Regions from separate parts of the Mus musculus genome. Here region 1 is linked to region 2. A link is a contact called in public Hi-C data. All regions are on one chromosome and are shown on one strand. Each heading gives the region's core, a stretch centred on a gene start, on an enhancer-like site or on the middle of the called end of the contact. The rest is flanking DNA. Distances are from core to core; before and after follow the strand shown. Region 1 has its middle 6.1 kb from the start of Gm41039. Region 2 has its middle 42 kb from the start of Cartpt.

Region 1 (3,187 bases), core at 395-2,894, 83 kb after region 2:
TGGCACGGAAAGATGGATGATCCCACTTCCTGTGGCGCCTGGAATAGGCACCCACAAAGTAAAGTAGTGGTTTCCGCCGGCTGAAGGAACTGCTGCTTAGAGATACCCTTTTACTCAGTTTCCGGGGGGCTGCCTAGAGATGGACGGCTGAGATGGCCACACATCATGGGGCGTTGCAAGCCAAGGAACTGAAGATTATTACAATGGTGAAGATTATGTTATATACGTTTCTCCAGAATAAACAATAATCTCAAATTACCAACCATCTGGATAATGAATCTTCCCTTTTTAAAGTCTACTCAGTCATCTAGAAATGAGGAACTGGCAGGAATCCGTAGAGACCTAAACCCGTTTAACTCACGGACAAGCTGCAACACGGGCACCGGTGCAGAAAGATGACTCAGAACAATCCCGGGGAAGTGACGTTTCTGCTGCTGTTAGGGCCCATTACATAAAACTTTTGTTTTAGCTTGCTTTTGCTCTGTCTTGGTTCTGCCCATCACTTGTGGAGAAAGCTCATAAGACTCTTCCTAGCCCTTGGTACTCCTAACAGAGAGCCAGACGTGGGGAAGAGAGTCAAAATAAGGCAGGCTTTAGTGGGGCTGTGAGCAGCACCAAATTTGTGCATGATCTGAAATTAACAATTTTAAATTCATGGAGGAGTCTTCAATATCTGCCACAGCTTGAAATCTGATGTGGCTGTACTGGGTAAGGTCTCGCAGTGTTGGTGTTGACTGCATATGGGTCCCAACATGAGAAAATGTCCAATTATTCCAAGAAGACTCCAGGATTCTTTTCTTTTCTCTTCTTTGTTTTTAAAAGATTCCCCCCCCCTTTTGTGTATGCATGTGACATGTGTGTGTGTGTGTGTGTGTGTGTGTGTGTGTGTGTGTGTGTGTGTGACTTGAGGCCAGAGGCATGGGCTCTCCTGGAGTTGGAGTTGTAGCAATTTCCAGCCATCATGGGAAGTGAACTCAGGACCTCTGGAAAAAACAAGTGCTCTCAGCTTCTGAGGCATCTCTCTAGCTCTGTAGGGTTTTTGTTTTTTAATAAAAATTCCTCAGTTATTCTCTCATACAGCTCAGGATATGTTTATTCTCTCTCTCTCTCTCTCTCTCTCTCTCTCTCTCTCTCTCTCTCTCTCTCTCCCTTTCCTTTCCTTTCCTTTCCTTTCCTTTCCTTTCCTTTCCTTTCCTTTCCTTTCCTTTCCTTTCCTTTCCTTTCCTTTCCTTCTTTTGTGTGTATATTTAGTGGTATGGGGTGCTGCAGGGCTGGGGTGGGGTTGTCATCAAGCCCATGCTAAGGTTAGAGGACAACTTTGTTCCAGGAATCCAACTTGAGTGTGTTAGGTTTGTGCAGCAGACACCTTCACTTGCTGAGCCATGTCACTGCCACAAATGTCTGCTCTTAATTAACATTTGGTGAGATGTTAAGACAAATTTACCCTGCCCCAAAACTTGAGGAGAGAAATGTACAATTATGTAACAGGAAGTATAAATAAGTGATATTACCAAAGCAAAAACCATCATGGAGTCCTAAAATTAAGTACTACACAAGAGATTAAAGTCATCTGCAGATGCAGGTGCCCAGCTGCCACAGTCTGTTAGGAAGGAACCCTGGAGCTCTCTGCAGACCTAGGATGCAGAAACCTTGGCCTGTTGCCTAGCAACCTGCATGTTAAGAAGCCTTCCCACTGGGCTCAGCCACACAGGCCTGCTATCCCAGTTCACAGGAAGCTGAGGTAGGGTCCAGAGCAGCACCGGTCTGAGCCAGTGTAGGCTACCTAGTGAGCCGCAGTCTAAATAAATAGATACATAGATAACAATGACAGAAAAAGAAACAGAAACAAAGTTAAACAAATGCAAGGTGATTCTGATGTAAACTGAAGTTTGAGATTCATTATTCTAGAGCATTTAGGTGTTAAAAAATATCCCATCACACCACAGCATAGTTTTAAACCTCCATGGCTAATTTTAATGAGACAACAAGATGGGTGACCTCTAAAAACCAAGTGTCACCTTTGCATTAACAGATAAGGAGAGCAGTGAGCTCACCCAGTGGGGCAGCCTGATCATCTAAGTGTTCTATCTCCCCAAGATGAGAGACAGCCACACATCCACAACTGTGGCATGCAGGCATGCTCCCCCTCCCCGTAACTCTCATCACCATCACCATCATCATCATCATCATAACATTTTAAAGAGAAGGGGTGGACCTCCCACAATTAGAGACCCTTCCCTACAAAGGACCCAGATCTGTTACCTTCACACTGAATCTTCTCTCTAGCAAGCTCTTACAATTGTCTACTCAGAGATACTAAATCTGTTCTAGCTCAGATTTAATCTAATTCTTGTTGAAGACTTCATTGTGTCTTTATTTTCAGAGCCTGGTTCCAGGAATCCAGTTTTGTGGTTACTTTTTCTACAGATTGTTTATGGTGGAAACAGGCAGCTTTAAAACCAAGACAGAAAAAAAAAATTAAAGTTAAAATATCAGTAGCTCCAAAATAAAAGCCGAGGTCTCCAAAATACTTCCATTAGCTACACAATGAAAGCAACGCCATGATTTCCAAAGGAGTTGTGGGTAAGAAGGTTACCTATTAGACCTTCACTGTGGCCTTAGAGCTCTTCAGAGATCACTAAAGGCTACCTAACAATTCATTTGATTCTACTCTGCTTCTTTGCAGTCTTTAAATTATCCCCAATGGAAGACAGTCAAAATTTTTAAAGTCTCATTTCCAATTAAACATAACTAAATCCTTGCCCAGTGATGCACTACAGTGAGAAATATTACAACAAATTGAGTTTCCCTGGGGACACTCTGAACCCTCTATCTGCCCTCCCTAGTGATGCTTGAACGCTCTTTTGAATGCTTCATGTGGTGAGGACCGACGCCCACAGTCTGCTCTGTTGTCTGCATCATTTTTCCTTTTTAAACTTAGTTCCAGTGGTTTCTTTCTGAAAAATCTTTTTAAATGTAGACGTCAGAGAGCTGGGCATGGTGGTATGTGTCTCCAGCCCACCCACCTTAGGAATGGAAGGTAAATCAACGTAGGTCAACCAAGAGTGTGAGACCAGGCGTGGGGTGGGGTAGTTAGGAAGACAAATTTTTTTTTCACCAAATTTCAAAACAGATTGACTTGCAGGACATCCTACTGTTTAGGGTTTGTTGCTGCAAGAATTGAAGC
Region 2 (3,257 bases), core at 119-2,618:
AACAAATTTATGGAAAGCTGAATTCTTGGCATTGATGACTATAAAATCAAAATATCAGTCTGCTCTCAAAAATGAAGATGCTCCCAACCCTTCTGTATCAATTATTCAGCCAAGATTTATTCTTCATGCAAAAATAGACAAACGCACCCATCTCATTGTATAAAAATTGACTATAGTCTTAAATTGTGATTTATTCATGACTTATTAGCCGTGAGTGCTTTATGTTTATGCTCACTTTGATGTGTTTACATACTTGGGGTCGTGTAAATTTTTCTTGGGTAGAAAGGAATCACAAGAAGGAAAAGTGGTGTAAGAAGCCCTGAGGTAGTCGGAGAACGTGACTTGAGCCTCACTCTCAACATAGGCAGAGCTCGGGGGCCACGATGTAAGTGAACATTCCAGCACACAGCCTGCCTGCCTGCCTGCCTGCCTGTCTGTCCGTCTGACCATGCATCGGAAGAAATCAGAGTCTTAGAAGTAAATGCACGGATGACAAAACCACCAAACAAAACTCCAGCAAAAACAAAACAAAACAAAAACAAGCAAACAAAAAAACCAAAAACAGTCAAAAGACTTGAACAGACACTGTTTTATTCCAAAAAACTAAGCCCTTCCTTACCCTTTAAGCCATTTGCATTACTCTACCTGCTACAGCCATTATGAAGATCCAAGGAAGGTGGAGCTTATACATTACAGAACCCATGTGCACTTAAAAGGTCTAGAATTGTTTTCCCGGTTGCACAGAGCCAGGAAGGAAGATGGCAGTAAGAAGCAACAGATCTCAGAGGGTTTTGTTCTTGAGGAATTTTTAGTTCAGGCTGCTACAACATGATAATGAGTCTGCATGACTCTTAAACAACATGAGGTAGACCGAATGCCAACACGGTCAAGTTCTAGATAGGGTGTCTCTGATCTGAGTGCTGACCTCCTGTATCCTCACACGATGGAAAGAGACACCGCCAGCTTCCTCTATGTTGCCAACCTTCTTAAGAAGTCACTCCATGACCAAATGACTTCCCAAATCCCATCTCCTCGGATCATCGCACCAGCATGTCGGTATTAGGGTAGCAATGGGAAGATAGCAACAATGAAGAGGAAGTGTGAGCATTTAATGATTACAACGACCATGCATCGAAAGAAATCAGAGTCTTAGAAGTAAATGCACCGATAATAACAAAACCACCAAACAAAACTCAGCGGAAAAAGAAAACAACTCCAGCAAAAAACAGTCAAAAGACTTGAACAGACACCGTTTTGTTGTTGTTGTTGTTGTTTCCCAAAAGAAAACAACACACAGGATCCAGAGGGATGTATAAACCTCCCCAGCTTGACTAATCATCATGAAAATGCAAATCCATTAGAGTGGCTGTTACCAAGCAGATGAAAGGAAAAGAGACCCCTTGGACACTGTTAGTAGACATGTTAATCAGCACAGTCATTATGGAAAATCAGGTTCCTGAAAACTAAAAATAGAACTAGGGTATGATCCAACAATCTGACTTCTGGGAACTGAGCCAAAGGAAATGACATCAGTGTGCTGCAGAGACATTATCATGCCCAGGTCTATTGCACCACAGCGAAGATAATGGCAGTCAACTTAGGTGTCAATCAGTGGATGAACAAATACGGGAAATGTGCTATATCCATACAGAAGAATAGTATTCAGCTATCTAAAAGTGAAAGGAAATCCTGCCAGCTATAGAAGCATGAATGAACCTAGAGTTCATTATGTTACCTGAACTAAACCAGGAAAGAGACGTTCCTACTGCAACTCTCCCTGGGATATATATTTTTAAAAGTCCAAGTCCTAACAGCAGAGAGTCGAATGGTGGCTGCCAGAATGTGTGGTCCAGTGCTTTTCAGCAACAGTGTGTGTATGGTGAGGGAGAGATGCTGATCGAAGGGTACAAAACTCACCTGGATAGGAGCAATGAGTTCAAGAGACTGTATAATGGTACCTATACCTAGTTAATAACAATGCAACATATACTTGAAAGCTGCTAAAAGAGTAGATGTTAAGTGCTCTTGCCATGAAAAAGTTAAGTGTATTAGGTCATAGTATGTTAACTAGCTTGATTTAGCTATTTTATGATGTCTATCAAAACAGGTTAAGCATCATAAATGTATACATTTTGAGCAAAGCATGGTGGCACACACCTTTATTCCCAGCACTCAGCAGGCAGAGGCAGGTGGATTTCTGAGTTCGAGGCCAGCCTGGTCTACAAAGTGAGTTCCAGGACAGCTAGGGCCACACAGAGAAACCCTGTCTCAAAAACCAAAACCAAAATCAAAACCAAAACCAAAACCAAAACCAAAACCAAAGCCAAAACCAAAACCAAAACCAAAACCAAAACCAAAACCAAAACCAAAACCAAAACCAAAACCAAACAAACAAAAAAAGAATTAAAAAAAAAATGTATACATTTTGACAATTAAAACTAAGTCAGCTGAAACATCTGTGTGCAAATAAAAACTTCCACAAAAACTGCTATTTAACTTTTGAGATTCTTTTCCTCATTGTCGTGGTTTGCACATTCTTAAGGGATAAGCCTGCCCACTAAGCACATCACACACACACACACACACACACACACACACACACACACACACACACACACACACACACACACACACACACACACACACACCTCCAACCAACAGCTTGCAGTGCCATCTTCCAGCAGTAGAGGGCAGTGGAGGACTGCACTCTGTAGCACTTGGCTTGTGCACCTGAAGATAATCTCTCAAATTTACCCAGGGCTTCAAGTCAGTAATGAATACTCTATCTTCCCCAGGCTCATCATTAGGTAAAACTCCTTGTTCCCAAAGACCAGTGTGTTCCTTGATCTTTCTATATTCATCAGACTTGAAAAGCAAGAGGCACTGCAGTCAAGATAATCCAGCCGGGCCAGGTCTGTTAAGTGTCAAATACAGGTAGTGGCAAGGCTCTGCAGACTTTCCAGAGTCCTCCTGTTTAATCTGTGGTACAACCTGGCTCACACTTGAGTGACTCTTCACTCCCTTCCACGCACACCAAGCTTCAACATCACCAACTCCTTAGGAAATCTCCCTCACATCTTTTGTGTCCCTTGCGCTAATCACGGTTTATGATGATCACCGCATGCTCCATTATCAATGCTCCAACCAAGAACTGACTCAGAAGCCAGGATGGGTGTTTGTCTGCTAGAAACCCATGACAAGGACATGCGCTGCAGCAGCGAGGGCACTGGGACGTCCATGCAGGCCCAGGTAGGGCT

What was found. Hi-C and Micro-C count contacts between places; a contact is called where the count stands out from the background.
Region 1: a contact with region 2 is called in a Hi-C map of the N1E-115 cell line, with 3 times the contacts expected there. The contact joins two enhancer-like sites. A contact is called at or near these places in 16 of 484 Hi-C or Micro-C datasets (DN2 thymocytes, ECoMG-derived neutrophils, the N1E-115 cell line and 12 more) and 3 of 115 datasets of contacts at active chromatin or transcription factors (differentiating embryonic stem cells, embryonic stem cells and large pre-B cells).

The regions. Positions count from the first base shown.
Region 1 is chr13:99,939,112-99,942,298 of GRCm38.p6, forward strand. No RefSeq gene overlaps it. Among named protein-coding and RNA genes, the nearest start is that of Gm41039, 6.1 kb to the left of the region's middle. Within about 2 kb of position 1,645, at least 110 of the 459 cell types and tissues checked have an H3K27ac peak or open chromatin away from gene starts, as enhancers often do. A contact at or near this core is called in the N1E-115 cell line, where this site is marked.
Region 2 is chr13:99,856,578-99,859,834 of GRCm38.p6, forward strand. No RefSeq gene overlaps it. Among named protein-coding and RNA genes, the nearest start is that of Cartpt, 42 kb to the right of the region's middle. Within about 2 kb of position 1,369, at least 10 of the 459 cell types and tissues checked have an H3K27ac peak or open chromatin away from gene starts, as enhancers often do. A contact at or near this core is called in the N1E-115 cell line, where this site is marked.